4 separate regions of the Mus musculus genome follow, and regions 2, 3 and 4 are each linked to region 1. Evidence: chromatin contacts called from public ChIA-PET and promoter capture Hi-C data. All regions are on one chromosome and are shown on one strand. The core of a region is the stretch at or near the end of the contact, and the rest is flanking DNA. Distances in the headings are between cores, read along the strand shown.

The links. Promoter capture Hi-C pulls out the DNA fragments that hold promoters and counts their contacts. ChIA-PET counts read pairs in DNA pulled down with a chosen protein or histone mark.
Region 2: a contact with region 1 is called in a promoter capture Hi-C map of hippocampal neurons, with 2.6 times the contacts expected there. The contact joins the promoter of Zfp951 here to the promoter of Gbp6 in region 1. A contact is called at or near these places in 3 of 39 promoter capture datasets (embryonic stem cells, hippocampal neurons and pre-B cells), 1 of 115 datasets of contacts at active chromatin or transcription factors (memory CD8 T cells) and 2 of 9 other capture datasets (liver and macrophages).
Region 3: an RNA polymerase II ChIA-PET map of memory CD8 T cells shows a contact between it and region 1, with 30 read pairs. The contact joins the promoter of Lrrc8d here to the promoter of Gbp6 in region 1. A contact is called at or near these places in 1 of 39 promoter capture datasets (liver) and 2 of 115 datasets of contacts at active chromatin or transcription factors (effector CD8 T cells and memory CD8 T cells).
Region 4: a contact with region 1 is called in an RNA polymerase II ChIA-PET map of memory CD8 T cells, with 4 times the contacts expected there. The contact joins the enhancer-like site here to the promoter of Gbp6 in region 1. A contact is called at or near these places in 8 of 39 promoter capture datasets (the 3T3-L1 cell line, the C10 cell line, cranial neural crest and 4 more), 2 of 115 datasets of contacts at active chromatin or transcription factors (double positive thymocytes and memory CD8 T cells) and 2 of 9 other capture datasets (adipose tissue and macrophages).

The regions. Positions count from the first base shown.
Region 1 is chr5:105,291,942-105,295,217 of GRCm38.p6, forward strand. Gbp6 (guanylate binding protein 6) reads right to left here and starts at 1,758. Exons shown (of 11, transcript NM_194336.2): 1 at 1,685-1,758.
Region 2 is chr5:104,858,344-104,861,619 of GRCm38.p6, forward strand. Zfp951 (zinc finger protein 951) reads right to left here and starts at 1,725. Exons shown (of 5, transcript NM_001039231.3): 1 at 1,324-1,725. The coding sequence starts at 1,353.
Region 3 is chr5:105,698,161-105,701,436 of GRCm38.p6, forward strand. Lrrc8d (leucine rich repeat containing 8D) reads left to right here and starts at 1,809. Exons shown (of 3, transcript NM_001122768.1): 1 at 1,809-2,094. It overlaps Gm42166, which reads right to left. Exons shown (of 2, transcript XM_017321263.2): 2 at 1-2,703. The coding sequence ends at 1,728.
Region 4 is chr5:104,956,644-104,959,919 of GRCm38.p6, forward strand. All of the region lies in intron 10 of Abcg3 (ATP binding cassette subfamily G member 3), which reads right to left. Among named protein-coding and RNA genes, the nearest start is that of Gm24097, 22 kb to the left of the region's middle. Within about 2 kb of position 1,693, at least 80 of the 459 cell types and tissues checked have an H3K27ac peak or open chromatin away from gene starts, as enhancers often do. A contact at or near this core is called in double positive thymocytes and memory CD8 T cells, where this site is marked.

The DNA of each region.
Region 1 (3,276 bases), core at 508-3,007:
TGGCTCTACAATTCATCACAGACACCTCAGTTCTAAACTGAGAAAAGCACTGGGTTGAAATTTCTTCAGAGAAGGCTTACAAATGTCCATGAGCACACAAGATAGTACTCAATATTGCAAATCACCTTGTATGAGAAAACTATAAAATTTTTAAATAAACTTACTTGAAAAAGATGTAATGTCCAAATTGGGATGTACCAGAGTGAAAGGTGAAGTGTCTCTGTTCCCAGGACAGAATGGCAATCAGGTTTTATTAGGGAAACATGGATGCAAAATGAAGAAACTTTCCGTTACACTATTTCTGTTTTGCCATGCTGAGGGACATGGTGTAAGAGTCTAGAGTCACATGATCATGTGTGATTTGGCTTCTTAGAGCTTACTGAGGCTGAAGCTTGCTTTGGGTTAACATACATATTTATTTGAAATTGTTTACTTAGTTTTGCTGATGTTTACAGTTTAAGCATGAATGCTGTTATTTTTAAGAACTACTTGTTTTTGTTGCACAACAATTCTATAGACCCATTGTTTCTTATAACATGTCTTTGACAAATATTGAGGAAGTGCCAATCAAACCATACACACAAGGACAGCTACCACACAAAGCAAAAACAAATCCATGTAACCCAGAATTTAGACAACTCAGGTGTCTGTACTCTGTGGCTAAGAATACAGAATATTACCTCATGGGAAACAGTCCTCGCTTTTGAGAAAATCAATACTTATGTCTGATCTAACAGCTCTTCTTTGATTACAACACAAACAAAATAGCAAAGAAGGACTTGGATGGACCTTTGAGCTGTAGTGATCATGGCAGCTGTGTTCACAATACCCACATTGTGGAGACAGCCCAGACTCCCACCAACAGATCACCAACAGATGCATACATTAACACAGTCTGACAATGTGCACAATAGAATATTATTCAGCCAAAGAAGGGAATAAAATTAACTACTGTACACAACTTTGTAGACCTTAATAGACTTAGGCTAGACACAGACTCCTACAGGTCAGACAACACATAACCTGCCTCCCCTGCCCTGCCCTCAGTCCCAGATGAGCATGAGGACATTATGCCAAGGAAGGAGAATGTGCAGAATCTCCAGAAGTTAGATACAGGTGACGTCACTTAACTCCAGAAACCAGGCTCTCTGCAGCTTAGTTCCATGTATGAAATAAGACTAGCAGCCCAAACAAAATGCACATAGCACTACGTAATCTCTACATCTCACATACAACATAAACATCAATATAGAACTGGATTATCTTCTTACACTTAATTCAAAGTCAGTGAGGTAGGAACTAAGTTATTTCCAGATAGATGTTTGCCAAGCTCTTGTGCTGAGTTTTCCTCACACGGTTCCTCCACAGAGACTTTCCTCTGCCTACAGTTGCCTGTGAACCAGGGCAGGAGCTGTTGTGGTCCCAGCTGAGGCAGGACCAGGGCTCTTCCCATAGTTTGTCTAACAGAGCAGGGCAGCCAGCAGTGTCAGGCTGCCACTTTGTATCTGTCCTTTATCAGAGGAAAGAAACTGACCTCCTAGACCTAAAGCCAGCCACAGCCCCCTGCAGACCAGAGAGCTCATAATCTGCCTCCCTTCCCCCTCCCTCAGTTGCCCCTTTGACTTGGAAATCAAGCTGAGGTCCAGACTAAGTTGCTCCTTAAAGAAAGGAAAAGTAAATATACCTGGTCCCACAGCACAGGTCCAAGTGCAGTTCTCAGCTGCTGCTGCCTCCTCAGGCTCCCTTCTGCTCTCCTCCCTCCTGCTCTCTTTGCTCCTCTTTTATGTAAGCTGACCACACACACACACACAGAGAGAGAGAGAGAGAGAGAGAGAGAGAGAGAGAGAGAGAGAGAGAGAGAGAAGGAGTTAAAAGAAATCACATGCTGCAGCAGAAACAAAACTGAAAGTAAAATAAAATAGGCCATGTTAACTTGGCCAAGACTGGAAAGGGAGGTCAGAGGTTCCTGTCTATCCCGAAAAGCCAGTGTGATACTCTGTTGCAGCCAAGGGACAGCAGGCCTCCACTGTGGAATCTGTTTACCTTCTCTTTCCTTGGAACCCATTTCCAGTTTCCTCCAGCCTTCTTGGCACAGATAAAGCACAGTAAAACCCAGGCAGCCATCAGTGGAAATTACAAAATCCGGGAGTATTGCAAGTGTGCTTCTCTCAGGGGAAATTCCCAGTGCTTTCTGATCAAACATGTTTAATGTTTTAAACATGTGTTTTCTAAAGCAGGAACCATCCCTGTTGCCATTTCTTCTGGGCTGCCCCACAATTACCTGGCAACAGCCAGGTGGGCATGACTCACTATAAAAGGGGCTGCTTGTACCCTCACATACCCCCCTCTCTTGCTCAATTGTCCTCTCTTCCTTTTTTACCCTCTTTCTTCTCTGTCCCTCCTCCTCCTTCCTCCCCTCTCTATCCCTCTTTCTTTGTCTCTACTAACCCCTCAACTCCCCTCTCCATGTCTTAAATAAACTGTATTCTATACTATACAATTGTGTGGCTGGTACCTCAGGAAGAAGGTAATGCTTCAACACTGGCCCTCAGAGGTACCCCTTTTCACCTCAACATACCAGGTATGACGTTTGTATATTCTTGGACCAGAGGGTGGCACCATTTGGAGATGTGGCCTTGTTGGAATAGGTGTGACCTGGTTGGAATAGGTGTGTCACTGTGGTTGTGGGCTTAAGATCCTCACTCTAGTTGCCTGGAAGTCAGTCTTCCACTAGCAGCCTTTGGATGAAGACATAGAACTCTCATCTCTGCCTGTGCCACGCCTGCCTGGATGCTGCCATGCTCCCACCTTGATGATAATGGACTGAACCTCTGAACCTGTAACCCAGCCCCAATTAAATGTTGTTTTTTTATAAGACTTGCCTTGGTCATGGTGTCTGTTCACAGCAGTAAAACCCTAACTAAGACACCAGACAGCCACCAAACATATACCTGACTTCTTTTTCTTTTCATAAAACACAACAGTCAATTTTAAAACCTGATTTTAAAAGAAGCAATTAAAGAATAGTAAGTAGGAGTTGTGTTCAATATAGAAGCTAAGAAAACTTCAGAGATGGAAGCTGAAAAATGAAAGCTTTAATTTCTGAGCCCTTAGGGAGGCAGACTGGGGTCTGAACTTTGTCCCTGATGGGAGATTGAACACCATTTGTAAAGGATGAAACACAAAGCAGGGGGGAGCTGTAGAGTGATCCATTGTGATTTCACAGGAAGGATTAAACAAGGGAGTACCCCTTAGAGGCGGTGTTGGCATCAGGAC
Region 2 (3,276 bases), core at 475-2,974, 430 kb before region 1:
CTGTCAATCTACTACTCATCATTCAAACAGTGAGGCCCCATGCTCTACAGATCTCTCTGCATGGAGAAGATCAGAATGGTGGCTATGGCTCTGCAGTCTCTCATGCCTCTTTGTGACTTAGGGAAACCCATGCCCTCTGAAACCCACGAAGGAAACAACTTGGAAGAGCAATTTAGTGTCTGCTTCCTGACAAGCACCATGAACACATGAAAAACCCTCTGAAACTCAAATCTACTTTTGAACCGTGGACTTAATTTCCATGAAACATGCATTGTGGCTGGTGGTAATAAAACAAGGGACAAATGCATAACAATAGTGACTTTCAAGAAGAGCAGGCAATTTCCTGCTGAGGAAATGCCAAAATAAGATGATGTATGATCTTGTCCTTATGTGTAATATTACCTGCTGATCTATAACCTGATACACACACAGCTTCTCAGCTGACATAATTACATCAACAAAGTTTGATCACACAGAACATCCCCAACTTGTATACCCACCAATCTGTACAATTTCTATAAACATGCATGAATTAATAAATGCTGAGGAATTTAAAACATTCACTCACTTTGCCTCAGAATGATGACCCCTGCAGATGACTCCCTTAAACTTTAGTCTGTGAGCTAGCTCTTGTCTACATTGTTTCACCCTATTGTGTACACAGTAAACAATTCCTCCTGTTCTAGTCTGAAGGCAGAAGACATAGTTCCACAGGAATGCACTTTTTCTTCCACTGCAAAGGACAGTTAATCACAGGACTTAAATGAGTAATTTTAAAACGCTCTTGTACATACATGTAACATTCAAACTAAGAAAGTCTAATAAAAAGGAAAGCAGGGTCATTGCCCTGGGGAGCATGAGACTGGAATGCACGTGACAACATAGCTTGTCTCAGAAACAGTTTTCTAAAAGGCTGAAGGTGCAGCTGTACAAAAATTAACGGATCTATTTTTTGGTTCCTTAAAAGCAGAGACATATTGAAAGAACGTGCTCTCAGTCACCCAACAGATGGGATGCCTTTTACAACTAGACAAAATTAACTCCAGATGAATCACAACAAAAAATGATACAGGAGAAGAACTTGTAGACTCTACTAGAGGAACCAAGCCTGCCTGCCACTGGCATCCTGTCAAGGATGTTTCTATACACAAGGCCCTGCTTCAAATGCTTTGTGCAGATTCAGCCCAGAGAGGGAAGTTATTCAGATGCCACTGCTGGGTCTAGGAATGGCTTACACTAAGAGACCTCACACGCGGCTGCATAAACCTGCCGGTTCCCGCCCAGCCCCGAGTAGGACCCACCACAATGGCTCCAGCTCCTCACCTTTGTGGGCAGTGAGCATGTGCTGGCCATGCTGCAATTTCAGAGCTTGCTTAGGCTTCCCTCAGTACTCAGCAGTTGAGGTCGAAGCACAACACACCAATTGACTCACAATAGCATGGAAGCCACATGATTTCGGGAAGAAGCATCCTCCTATTCTGACTGGCAGGCACGTATGGAGGCTCTGATTGGTCAGTGAATCTGTCAGTTCATGTATTCACTTCCGCTGGTTTCAGCCTCTTTGGGCTCTGAACCGAGGAATATATGCTCCTCACCTTTGCGGAGAGTGAGGATGTGCTGGCCATGCTGTATCTTCAGAGCTTCCTGAGCTTCCCTCAGTACTCGGCAGTTGAGTTGAAAAAACAACACACAAAATCACGTAAACTCTCGCAGAACCTGCAATGTGATTTCCGGAAGAACCCTCCTCCTTTTCTGACTGGCAGGCGCATATGGAGACTCTGATTGGACAGTGAATCTGTCAGTCCATTTATTCACTTCCGTTGGGCACAGCTTGTTTGGGCTCCGTACCGGGGAATAAATATCTAGACTCTTTTTTTCTTTTCTGCAGCCTGGCTGGTGCTGGGCTTCAGGGGAAGCCAAGAGTCTGCTCAGGGATGGGAAATGCAGTCTTTGATGAGGGCCGAGGCTAGAGCTGGTTAGGGAGTTCCTGGTCTGTGACGTGTCCCAGTTCTGGGGTGGAGGGTGGGGGGAGGTTCTGACTCTTGAACATCCAGGCATAGCTGAGAGTCCCAGAAGAGCCACGAACTGAATCAGGGCCCTTGGGGGCACATATCTGTGTGATATGATTTTAAATTATGTAGCCATATTGTGTTTACAATATTTTAGCTTCGTGAAGAGTAAATTTTAAAGCCCGTCTACAACCTCAAATCTATTCTTTTTGAGTCTCAGTTGACAATAAATGTATTTCAGGGCTTCTGTTAATTTCTTGCTGCCCTCCCATTGTGAAGCTCTGTATTATATGAGAATGACATGAAGTTTTTCTGTTCCATGAATAACAGGGCTTTAAGATCCTTGTCCTAGATACCTTGAAGCCAGTATTCTCCTGACAGTCTTTGTAACAAGATGTAGAATTCCCAGCTCCTCTTGCACCATGCCAGCCTAGGCTCCTGCCATGCACCAGCTTTGATGCTAATGGAGTGAACCTCTGAATTTGTAATCAAGCTCCAATTAAATGTTGTCCTTGTAAGAGTTATCTTTGACATGGTAACTGTTCACAGCAGTAAAACCATCATTAAAGGAGGAAGGAACAATCGAAAGGAGAAAACAAACAACTAAAGGCCATTTCAAAAGACATATCCAAAGACACTACCATTGTTTCCTGTCCAGTGGAACTCCCTGCTGACCTTACCTGCCATTGGGGGTTGGACCTGAGGTGACAGAGTGTCAAGGACACAGACTTTTGGAGCAGACAAGAAAGACAGTGCAAGGTCTCTAAACACTGCTGTAAGCTCCCTTAATTCCCTCCACCCATGCTATTGGTACCAAGAAAGCATATGCGAGTATGAATATAAATGCTCAAAAGATACTGTGGAATTACAACTCTTTAAATAATTTTTCAACAATTCCCACCATTGTACATATCAGTTGCAGGTTTATTTGCTGAATTTACAGTACAAAAAAATACAAATTTAAGAAATAGAGAAAAAGAAGATGGTTTCTGTTTCTTATCAAGACAATTTATACAAAATAGAAATTTAAATATGAAACCCTCAAAAATGGTAATTTAACAATGAATCCTTTTCTGAAGAGGTAGCAATTGTACATAATTAATTGTTAAGAGGATAATCATTATACAAGCTAAAGACAGGTGATTCTCTTACAAACCCCATGATAAGAGTTGGAGCCCCATGATGAGAGATGGAAACCCTGTGTCTCCAAGAATTCTTCACCAGCACATCTCTAAGACAACACACTCAAAGGTAATGTCAAAGTTAA
Region 3 (3,276 bases), core at 559-3,058, 410 kb after region 1:
TTTGTCAAACTTGATCTCACATTCAGCATGTGACAATGTGTTCTCTCTCTGTGGTGTGCACACAGGCTGGCTGATCAGTTCTTTGCTTTCTCTATTTATACCAATATTTGGAGGGGGTTGGGGGGCTTGGGTGAGAGTGTTTTTTGAAACAGGACCTCATGTCACCCATGCTGGCCTCAAACTGGTTATGTAGCTGAGGGTAATCTTGATCCTTCTCCTGACTCCAGTCTAGTGCTGAGATTTTGTTTGGTTGGTTTTTCGAGAGAGGGTTTCTCTGTATAGCCCTGGCTGCCCTGGAACTCACTCTGTAGACCAAGCTGGCCTCGATCTCAAGAAATCCGCCTGCCTCTGCCTCACAAATGCTGGGATTAAAGGTGTGAGCCACCACTGCCTGGCCTACCTTTTAATTTATACCAATAATAAAACCATAAAAAAACCACAAACCTCTAGAATCAGCTTGAAAAAAAAAAAAGATGATAGAAAAAGCAAGTGGTGGTTCTGCAAAGGGAGAAACTTTTCTAAACTGATTTTAACAGCAGGACATTTTTCATCCAGCCGTCCCACCATTAGTTGTCAGGAGCATGAAAACCTCTAACCTCCTAGATCAGCAAACCCAGGGCTGTAATTACATCACCTGCCACACACTGGCTGCCCACGCACTTCCTCCTTGGCAGGGTGTAGGGAATTGGAGAGGCTGCAGTCCGGGAGGGTCCGGGAAGCAAACAAAAGGCTGAGGTTCCATCTAAAACTGCCTGGGGCTGCTCAGCGGGAGGGTGTTGGCCCTCAAGGCCTGGCCTCTTCTTCCATGTCTGGGCGGCCTACTTCTACCTTTTAGGGGCCACTGTCACCATCTGGGAGCCCAGAAAAACATTTTCCTTTTTGCCTCTCTCTGTAGGATCCTGGCCTTCTTTAAGAGCGTTGGATGATAAATGAATCTGGAGGGCATCTTTTTGGGCATGAGTTCCCAGAAGCGTGAGGTTTCAGATGAAAGGAGATACTGAAGTATGGGGAGGAATCGTTTGTTTTGATTGAACTAAAATAATTACCCTGACTGACTTGGTGTCCTGGCCCTCATCTCTCCACAGAGGAAAAAAAAAAAAAAAGAACACTAAGGAAACTTCACCCGCACGGCAACAAAAACACACCGGAAAGCTATCGAGTTGGGAAACTTTTTTTAGAACAACTTCCCAAGTGCCTGTTTCGTACGCACGACGTTTTTGGCTTAAACGACTGGGACCAGGGAGGTCCCGATTCAGCTGAAAATAAAACGTACGAGATAAGGCATTGTTAGCAGAGAAATCTGTTTGCGCAGACATTAAGTTAGGTGCACGAGCCCTGAATCCCAGGTAATTGCTTTTTCCCAGTTGGAAGGCACTGGATGACTTTTTAATGCCTACCCCGCACCCGTTCTCCCAATCTCAACGATCAGCTTTTAGTGGTCAGAACAGCCTCCTGAAACTGCAACACAGACGAAGCTTCCCGGCCCAGCCCGGTTGCTTCAAGGGAACAGACAGCCTGGCACCATGCCCTGCCCAGGTGCGCTTGAAAGAGATAAGCTCTGCGCCTCCGGCGACGTTCGGCGGCCATTCTTCTCCGCCTCGTGCACCTGCTGAGCTTCAAGCAGCCAGCCCAGAATCCCGGTCACCTCCCGGCCACCCAGCCCCTCGGGTCAGCCGGACCGACCCCCTAGGCAGGCGCGGCGGGGTGCGCGGGCCCAGAGCAGGCAATCACATGGAGGCCCGGGCCCGCCCCATTGGCTGCGACCCGGCCAGTCGCGGCGCTCGCAGGCTGCGGTTGGTCCCAGAGCTGCGGCGCCTGCACGGGCCTGGAGTCCATGTTACGCTTTGTCTAATTCCCCTCGTTACAGAGTCATGTGCTGCTGCTCCCGTCGCCGCCGCTGCCGCCGCCCGGGGTGCCCCGGCTCCTCCGCCGCGCTTAGAGGTGGCAGCCGCGGGCGGGGCCGCGGACTCAGGGTCCAGGGCGCCGCGCGCCTCCGGGGCGCGTCCCGGTGCAGCCGCCGCCCGCCGCAGGTGATGCCGCCGCCTCCCGCCTCCGCCTAAGCTCCCGCACGCGCGGCCCGGGCTGCCCGCGAAGGTGGGTGCGCGTCGGTCCACCCTGGCCGGGAGGGCGCAGGTGGAGCGGCCCCGGGGCGCGCAGACGTCCGGCCTCTCGGCGCCGCGGGGGAGCACGGCTGCTCCCGGGGCTGCGATCGGGAACTCCGGAGGGCTTCGGGACCCTGGGGCGGGGAGTGCGACCAAGCCCCCCCACCCCGTGCTGGGACATTGTTTCGCTTTGGGCCCTGCGCGGGCCGGGTGCCGGCTGCCGCGCTCCCGCCTCGGCCTCCGTGCGCGCGAACGCAGGGGCGGAGATTGCCTATCGCGGTGGCTCCGAGTCCTCCAGGAGGTGGGTGTCTGGTGTCTGGCCTGGTTGGCCCGGAGCCGGCGAGAGGAGCCCTTGAACTTCTGCAGAAACGCTTCCCCATCCGCCTCCGTCCCGCTCCGGGTGGGCCACTCGGGGTGCTCGCGGGTTGGGGCGGGGAAGGGAGGGGAGCCCTGCGCCCCGCCCTCCGCGCCCGGGGGGAGGGCACTGGGGCCGCAGGTGCACCCTGCGCGCCGCGGGCCATCTCCGGGTTGGGTACCGGTATAATCCGCTTCTAGCTTGTTTGGAAGCGTGGGCTCTTGGGAACGGGACTTCTGCTTGATTCTGGTTTAGGGGCTTGAAAAAGAGGAGAACTGGGGTGCCTTCCCAGAGGACTGTCACCTCCAGTTACTGGAGGGTCGATGGGGGACACTCTGTCTCTGTCCCCCTTTATGTGGGGTATCCCTAACAGATAAGGAAATGAGATTTTTTTGTTGTTGTTCTTTGATTTTTTTTTTTAAGCCATCCGCAGTGAAGGAGAACTGCTTCGGGTCGAGGGGAGGAGAGGTAGGTCCCCTCTGGAGAGGGTTGGGGTATAAGGTCTCGCGGTTCCCATGCAGCTGGGGTGTGCGTGGCAGAGAGTGGGGAGGTAGGATTGCTGGAAAGAAAAAGCAGGGTAAAGAAATGGGAGCAGAAGGCGAAGAGATGAGACCAAGTATTGGGCGTCCTCGCCGAACCGGAGCCCTGACTTGAGACTTTGGGGGCTCCTGTTTGGTTTCTTTCCTCCCACAATTTCCTTCTCCGTGACTTTGAAAGTTTTCTTTTAGTTTTTATTTTGTATTGGTCAAGACAGCTGTGAAGACGTGAGTTTTTTTGTTTTTGTTATTTTTTTTTGAAAGAGATATAGACGTGAAGCAC
Region 4 (3,276 bases), core at 443-2,942, 340 kb before region 1:
AGCTATAGTCAAGAGCTCTGGGGTACTGGTTAGTTCAGAATGTTGTTCCACCTATAGGGTTGCAGATCCCTTTAGCTCCTTGAGTACTTTCTCTAGCTCCTCCATTGGGAGCCCTGTGATCCATCCAATAGCTGACTGTGAGCATCCACTTCTGTGTTTGCTAGGCCCCAGCATAGTCTCACAAGAGATACCTATATCTGGGATCTTTCAGCAAAATCTTGCTAGTGTATGCAATGGTGTCAGCGTTTGGAAGCTGATTATGGGGTGGATCCCTGGATATGGCAGTCTCTAGATGGTCCATTCTTTTGTCACAGCTCCAAACTTTGTTTCTGTAACTCCTTCCATGGTTGTTTTGTTCCCAATTCTTTTGATTTTTAAAAATGTTTTAGCTATAGATTAACAAATTTAGTTAAATGTATAAAGTATAAAAGAAAAATTATACCTTTTATGAAATAATTTAATCAACTAAAGGAAGTGGTACCCACCCATCTCTACATCATCTTTATGGTACCTCATTTGAAATATATGCTCAGAAACATTGAGGTGTATATTGTACTTGCTGGATTGAATATGCCATACACCTTATTTCAGTAGAAGAGAATGTTACTTCTCCAGTTTAATGGATTTTTCACTCTTAGCCTGCATGTGTCTCTTCGATGCACACCTCCTCTGGCAGTCGCCTCTGTCAGCCACACTGCCTGGGGGATGAACTGCTTTACAATCCACAAGTAAGTGAAACACGTGTTTGTCTCTCTGTCCTTAGATTATTTTACTTTGAATGGTGTTCTTTAAATCTTCAATTCTATCCTTTATTGGTGAAATTCCCATTTTCAACATAAGCACAGTATTACAATTGTCATTTTCTTTGCCAGTTTAATGTTGGCAGACATTTAAATTCCTTAACTTGGTTACTATGTGTAGTGCTCCAATGAACATCAGATTACAGACGTATTTTGGAAAAATTATTTCATATATGTTTGTTAGTTTGCACAGGATCAATTTCTGGGTGTAATAATTTCCTTTAATGCCAGTTCCTTCCTATTCTGCTGCCATCTCAACACTATTGACCCAAAGGAGTTCATATGCCACAAAATTCAAATCCAGTTCCCAGTTACACTGCTTGGAGAATGTACAAAGGCAACACTGGATCCAAGCATGAGAAGCGACTTCTGGCCTTCTGAACTTCATTGATGGTTTAAATACTAATATTGACCCTAAAAATAATTGAATAGATGATACTGAGGAAGTGTTTCTAACTGTCCTGCTTAGGTTTCTGTTGCTGTGGTAAACACTATAACCAAAAGCAACCTTGGGAGAATGGGGTTTATTTGTCTAATATATCCCAAGTAATGGTCCAGCTTAAGAGAAGCCAGAGCAGGAATTCAAGGCAGAAGCTTGGGGGCAGGAATGGAAGCTGGGGCCATGGGAGGAATGCTCCTCCTGCCTTGCTCCTCATAGCTTGCTCAGCCTGCTTGTTCGTACAACTCAGAACCACCAGCCTAGGGATAACTCTGTCCCCAGTGGGCCAGCCTCAACCACATCATCATTAATCAAGAGAATCCCACAGTCTTGCCTACAGCCGGTCTGACAGAGGCATCTTCTCAATTGTGGTTCATTTCCCCTATATGACTCTAGTTCTGCCAAGTAGGCAAGTGACAAGTCCACCAACCAAAAGAAACAAACACTCCTCAGGAAGCATTCACCACACACAAAGGCCATTTTCACACAGTTCAACTTCCTCTAACATGCTCTAAGAGAGGAAGTGAAAAATACATCTTAAGAGTATTTCACAATTTCTAAAGGCCAATGTAGAAACAGCTAATAAAACTCTTCTTTATGTCTGCATTTTCCAAGAACATTTCCACTTTGGGGTTTTGGGGGTTTATTTCTGAATGCTTCCTTTGACAGTGTCTACATCTTCTATCCTGTGACCTGAGCTGTGGTGGATTGAGATGTGCCAACATCACAGGCACAAGCCAAGTCCTAGGAGGATTGCCAAGTCTTCAGACTTCAGAGAAGATGCCTGTTGTAACAATTGCCTCTGTGCAGACTGACGGCCAATCCACATAGGAGGAAACCCACTGAAGAGCTGGGTTTATCCTTCTTTCTTTCAAAACTAATTGTTTTTTTCCCACACATCAAACTGATTTGTGGGGCTGTGTAGGTGGCCTGTTCAGCAAAGTGTCAACCATGCAGCCACGAGGACCTGAGTTCAGACCTAGAACCCATGTAAAAGCCAGGCACACACTTCACACCTGTACTACAGAGATGAAGGATACTGAGAAGGATCTTAGAGCTCATTGGCCAGCCAGCCCAGCCAATAATTGAGCTCTAGGTTGAGTGAGAAACCTGTCTTGAAAGAGACAGTGGAGAGTCATCAAGTAAAATCTAGTCTCAACCTCTGGCCCCCACATGGAGACACATGTATTTTGACCCACATGTACATGTATTCACACCTACATAAACCTGGATGAAGCACACACAAGAGTGTATATAAAGTATCCAACATGGCATAATTACACCCAAACACACACTCATGCACACTAACACACAAGTCTTTCTCACACATTTATATATTCACACACACACACACACACACTCACATTCTCACACATACATAAATACACACTGATACACACCTTATAGACACACTTTCCATCATACATATGCACACACACACTAACACACTCACACACCTCACAAATACACAAGAGAAGCTTCCTGAAGTTTCTTTAGTTGTCAAATTATCTGGCCATTGTGAGGTACCCTGATCTCGGGATGTGTAGCAGGGAGCAAAGTTTTGAGCAAAGCATTTGCCATACATACATTTCAGTGAGAATTTTGACAATGGTGATGTTGCTGAGAAACTACATCTGGAACATAAGTGAATATTTTTAAGGCCACATTAGAACTCAAACTAGACAACAACCACAAAAGTGGCATCTACAATTCAGAATAACTGAATTGCATCCTGGTACCCAACACTCACATTCAACAAACCAAATATATTCAAGAAAATTGACCCCGAGCAACAAATGCAGAATAAATAGGTAAGCTAAAACCATTCATGCACCAATGGCATTATCAACAGAATAAAAAGCCAACACATAAATGGGAGAAAATGTATGTGCATTGTGTATGTGGCAAGGGTATCATATTTCAGAAACAAAAATAACTATAACTCAATAGCAAGGAAGAATCCCAGGCCAATGAGTAGGTTTGGCAGGTGAGATGACTACGCCAAGCTTGATGACCTGCAAACAATCCCTGAAACCC